2 separate regions of the Siniperca chuatsi genome follow, and region 1 is linked to region 2. Evidence: chromatin contacts called from public Hi-C data. All regions are on one chromosome and are shown on one strand. Each heading gives the region's core, a stretch centred on a gene start, on an enhancer-like site or on the middle of the called end of the contact. The rest is flanking DNA. Distances are from core to core; before and after follow the strand shown.

Region 1 (2,904 bases), core at 83-2,582, 61 kb before region 2:
AAAACACACTTCATGTTCAGTATAACAGTGTACTATAAAACAGCACAGACCCAACATGAAAAAGATTGTGAGCAGTGAGGTAGCTCTTTCATTTTGCTACATGAATACTGGCAACATCTTAACCTATTTGCATTACCTTAATGAGAAAATACATAATATGAAAACAATATGAATATTCTGACACTGTTTCATAACATGCAAATGACTGAAATGAACATTTCAGGCAACACTGAAAAGTTTCTTTTATTTTTTCTTTAGTTCATGTTAAAGGCGACCACAGTCCTCCAAATCATGCATGCATACTCTCCAGGGGGCATATAACCGCTTGCTGAATTGTTTTATAACAGCACACTGGTGCATTATGCTACAGCAGAGGTAGTGTTTTAAAAATGTGCCTAGGGCCACAACATTTGCAAATGGGCCATGGTAGGCATGTGTTCTATGTAATATTGTATAACCTCAGCTCAAACCTATGCAGAAGCAGTTCTCTCTAGTCATACCTGTGAAGCCAGACTGAAATGTCATCACCTCAGGATTACCCCTGCCTGAGGAGGGCGTCGGCTCGCTCTGCTCGGCCATGCTGTGCTCTCAGCTGGGATGGCAGATGAGCCACGCCACACGAAAATAAACTCACACAGGGTCACATATGCACATACTCTACAGTAGGCTATATAAGGGCACAAACATGCAAATAAGAACATATAAGAATTGTTATTCCTCCTCTTTTGAGGTTTGCAGAATTAAAAATATTCCGGATGAAAAAAGGTTGTGTGACCTGTGTGATTTGGGGAGAATTTAAAAATTTTGATGTTTGCTGTAGACAGAGTCTGAAATCGGATTGTTTAGCATTCATTATTTTTCAACTTTGTTGTGTCATTAAAAAATGTGTGCACTGCATTCTGGATCTGGTTTATATTAATTTGTGGTGTTATGTAAGCCGAAGCAGGCAGAGCATATTTGTAAGCTTCACTATGTTCACATACACATGTGGAGTTGAGTGCGCACATCCAAACTTGCATGGAATCTGCAACTCCAAAACGTACACTTCACACACAAACAAACCTTGTCCTCACCTGCAGCTGCACTGGTCTTGACTGGCTGGGACTGTCATAGCAGAGGCTGTGTTGTTGCTCTGCAGGGAGACACTATTAATTGGTCATTTGTTTTTTCACCTGTCTGGGGGCGTTATGTAACTTCAGCAAACTGGCAACAAGGTCACAACACCTCATGCGGGGGCAAACATTAGTCCCTAATCTACCTGCTGTTAGCAGTACAGTCCTGCTGGTGAGGTTATGAAACAGTTTCTTTGCAGTGTTTGTGCTTAATTTATAAAGTGAAGTGCTAACATTACAACATCATAAAACCAGATAAGTGTGTGTTTTTATGTGTGTACAGTAGATGCACACATGCATTCATGTTCTGCATGCATTACTCATACATAAGATAAACTCTGAGACGTACAGTACACAAAGTCAATAGTAAATGCAAACAATGTGAATATACTGCACTCGCCTGAGAGCTTCTTTGTAAAACACTCAAAATGTTTGAAAAAGCACTGTGTGTATAACACTGCATGCCTTAAACAGTTACTCCCACACTCAGTCAGATTGAGTACACCAGTTCTCAGGTCTGTAGGTCAGTAGGTGAAGAAGGTAAACTTACTCTTAGTTTTCAGCCACCTCCCTGATCATATCAGCCTGTAGGCCAAGTATGAAGTATATTTCATGTGGCCATGCATTGGACTCTCTATTGGATTTCTAAGGAGCTGTGGTTCAGGGTTTGTGCTCCAGCTGGCATACCGTGAGTGTGTGAAAGTGAATTTCTTTCAAACATTTAGTTCACTGTGCTTGCCTAATGCACTGTGCTGTGCTTCCCACTTATATGTGAAATCTCTGTAATAGGTCATGTCTGCCTTTGAGGAGCCACGAGTGAATCTGACCTACTTGCTAGAGAACTGCACCATTGTCCTTAGATTAAAATCATTTGCCATAACCTCTATAAGTGCATCCGTGCCTGAGATTTTCTATTTATTTACTTATTCATTTATTTAAACCCAGTTCAGGTTGAAAAGAAATAAGACTTACCAAAGGCAATCATTCTGCAACTGTGGACTGGAAAAAATTGTGCAAGGTAGCCTGTGATTTATTTTCCCACACCCTGAAATCTGTTGCAAAATACTTGCCAACTTGCAAGTGACAATGCAACTTACATCCTATCTCTCCTATTGACTAAAACAGGCACATTAGTTCAGATAAAATCTTGAAAATGGTAAGGAAAAAAAGAATAAACATACTGTAAGTCACATTTTTAAATGTTCTTGGTGTTATGTCTGTTCAACTCATCTTTATTTTATCATGTCTTCTACATGTTTTCTATTTTATTTTGTCAGCATTATTTATCAGTATTTTCTGCACCAACATGTTGCATTCAAAGCATAGTGAAATCTTAGGCAATGTTTCTGATTCAGGTTCTCAAGAGTGTTTTGGTCATTTATGAAATGTCCTGTCCTTACACCTAGAGAAAAGTTAGACCACTGACTCTGCAGGAGTGTCTGCTCCATGTGGACTGGCCCATGCCTCTGTGCACGTGAAAAAGCCAGCACATAACGCCTCAATGCCACTTGCCCTTTCTGCTTTCTCTGTTCTGAAGAAACTATTAGCCGAGTTAGACCCATATATCAGTTTGCTAATACATTCAGCAGTCATTTCTTCTATTAGACATTAGCCATTCAGGTTGTCCACCCTACTATTAGAAAAGTTTCTCATTCAATATATGTATTTTTTGTAAATACAACCTACTTGAAATTTAGTAATATATCCCAGCGCTTTCTCCACGATTGAATAGATTAGCAGTGGGCCAAATTGTCTTCAAGAGCTAACCTTTAAATAAATGTAAAGTTAATTA
Region 2 (3,034 bases), core at 111-2,610:
TGAGGGCTAGGAAGTGGGCTCATGAACAAAAAGAGCACTAGAAATACACCAGACCACTAAATAGATCAGATAACAACACATTAATTCCAATTCAAAATGATGATTCTACTGATAAAATCCTGAAAAAAGCATGGAAAGATTGCAAGTGTTATGCCAACATTTCCACACTGTGTCTGTTATGCAACCTCTGGTGAGAACAGGAGGAGCATTCATTACAGTAGACCTACAGATTATTATTATTATTATTGTTGGAGTGTCAGAACATTCACCTATAGACCTCACCAACCCAAGACGACCCTCAATACCCATATGTTAACTGCAAACTGGATTTACCCTCATGCACATAGGTGTGAGCCGGCAGTGTGGTTTGTTAACTTTTTGTCAAATCATGTAAAAAATACTGGAAATTTCTGGATTCTATTTTATAAAAACATTATTTTTAAACTACATAATATTTATTTGCCAAATGCTAAATCATGTGGCATGTAGTTTGATAACATTGTCTTAGTTGCTGTTTGTTTTATGTATTTAGGAAAGTCTGTTTTTGAAATTGAAAACTAAGCCCTAAATACCAGCCCTAAATTTGCTGTAAATTGACTTTATTTGGACAGATATGTCTTTCTTGTTTTTCTTGCATGCAGTTCAGCTATTGATTTCAGATGTGTACAATGAACCTCAAAGCCACTATATGCTAAATAAGCTACAACAGTTGTTCTAACTTTAAATTCTGGCCCAAAGAATCCTTACAACTCATCAACATTCTAAAGGAAAAGCAAAGTTTTGTAACAGTATTATTCTGTATGTGCACTTCCCACACATCGTGACCTGGCATATGAGAGTAGCCTACAGCAAAGCAACGCTTAAATTATGCTAAACAAGCCCGAGGGTGATGCATCAGTAAAAACATTAGGGTTGGCCAACACAGATGGAAATGTGTAGGAGAAGGAGAGAAAAGAGTCGTGCACCTCACAGATGACTACGATTAATTTATGGCTTGTTTTTCCAAAACATATGACCCATTCATTACATCCATGTTTTTTTCTTTGGAATCCATTTTATCTGTGCCGCTAGAAAGTATTCTCTTGACTTGTTTAGGGTGACCTGTGCTGAACACCGAGCTATGACTCTATAGATGTATAGGGGGTCAACTGTCTTCCTGCGCAGCTTGAGCTCTTCCACAGCAAAAGACGTCCTTACTGATGCAAGAAAAACCTTCTGACCCCAACTAACTTCCTCACCGTTGGCTCACAAGTACTGAGAGGTTGTAACCTCGAGTGTTACATAAAGTCCCCTCTTTTCTCTCTTACTGCCGGAGCGGTGCAGGCTCCACTTCCCCTTATATGACACCATGTATTCAGGCTAGTAATAAATAGGTCTTTGTGTGCGTTGCAGGCCCCTGAAAGACTTGTGTCAGGGACGTGGATGGCAGCCTGGATGGAATCTGCATGTGTGTGTGTGTGTGTGTGTGTGTGTGTGTGTGTGTGTGTGTGTGTGTGTGTGTGCACAAGTATATGCACAAGAGAGGGAGCCGGAGACAGTTGGGAGGAACAGATGAAGAAAGGGAGGGAAAGAGAGTTTCAGCACTCGTCAACATTCCTCCCAGAGTCCCACACTTTTTTGGCATTGGCTCCAGCAGCATCTACATGTTTTCAGAGGGCCGCTGTTTAGCCTAATCCCAGACTGTGTAAACACCAAAGCACGCAAACATAATGATGATCTGTGACTCATTCCTCTCCATGACACCATACTGGAAGGAATGCAGAAAGAGGTCATTTAATGTCACTGGTGATAATTGCTCCTCAAGATGGCACAATAAGATGGCAGGGGAGAGAGGCATAATGCCCCACCAGATACGACCGTCCCAGGCCGCTCCATGGTACGACTGCCTCTTTTAAACACAGTGACACAAAGACAGAAGTGAAGCGTTAGACAGGATGCATCTTGTTATTTTCGCTCATTTCAGTCTGCTAGTGCCTCACTCTCCATCTCCCTCTCTCTCTTTCTCTCTCTCTCTCTCTGACGGCCAGAAAAAAAAATCACAGACTCACAGAAACTTGGCACATACGTTCATTTTTTTCCTTTCTCTCTCGCGGGCTCTTGTCTGCCAGAAAGGCATCCAGAGAGAGAAAAAGAGCTTGGCAGAACAGGTCCACTTTTTCATTCTGCTACTGCTGTCTGCCTGTGGGACCAAACAGGTCTTCAGTCTGGCAAGCCTAACCCTTATTTATGTTGAAGTGATTTTAAGAGCCACGTTTGTATGCAATAGAATGCGACTATAATCAGCTTTGTTTTTTGGTCTGTGACTCACTGTGAAAAACTGCAATGTCATCACACACAAAAAATATATATGTTCGGAGGTTTCTGTTCCTTTGTTTTCTTTGTTGGTTTGTTTGGTTCTTTTATTTCTTTCTTTCCTGTCTTTCTCACATAGCCCCTCTCCAGTTGTGCAGGAACACTTGAAGCCAATGAGAGTTTGGAAATTTGGACGCAACAGTAACAAACAGGAAACCATATTCATTACACTAAAGTCAGAGTTTGATTTGGCCTTTTAAAAGCATGCATATTGTAAACTGTAATTCAGAGTGGCTGTTATATTACATTCAATTTCTGCCAAGCTCTGCTCCTGCCTTCACAGAAAAAAAAAATATTTTCTTGATTTAGCTTAGAAGTTTATTGTATACTTAAATACATCTGATGAAACAAAAGGCGTGAGCAGGTTGCCCAACATGTTCTCAACTTTCAAAATGAGGTAAACACTTCAGAAAGCTTAAATTGTACTAAATGCCACTCAGGTACTGTAGATTTAATTAAGGATACGACTGTGTGATGGGAAGCAGATGTCAGAGACTCCACTATAAATCCAATTACACATTTACGTTACAACATCCACATTACATAATTGTTTAATGAGCCAAAACAACATAATGGTGGTTAACTGAGTTTGACATATGCTCCCTGACCAAAACTTCTTTTATGCTTCTTAATACCAAACTCATTACCATTTTGCCCACTGCATGACAGGAGAGTCATGTTT

What was found. Hi-C and Micro-C count contacts between places; a contact is called where the count stands out from the background.
Region 1: a contact with region 2 is called in a Hi-C map of liver, with 2.9 times the contacts expected there. The contact joins two enhancer-like sites. A contact is called at or near these places in 2 of 3 Hi-C or Micro-C datasets (liver and an unstated tissue).

Annotation. Positions count from the first base shown.
Region 1 is chrLG8:14,120,214-14,123,117 of ASM2008510v1, reverse strand. No RefSeq gene overlaps it. Among protein-coding and RNA genes, the nearest start is that of tsc22d3, 78 kb to the right of the region's middle. Within about 2 kb of position 1,332, the one cell type or tissue checked has an H3K27ac peak away from gene starts, as active enhancers do. A contact at or near this core is called in liver, where this site is marked.
Region 2 is chrLG8:14,059,062-14,062,095 of ASM2008510v1, reverse strand. All of the region lies in intron 1 of tsc22d3 (TSC22 domain family protein 3), which reads right to left. Among protein-coding and RNA genes, the nearest start is that of tsc22d3, 16 kb to the right of the region's middle. Within about 2 kb of position 1,360, the one cell type or tissue checked has an H3K27ac peak away from gene starts, as active enhancers do. A contact at or near this core is called in liver, where this site is marked.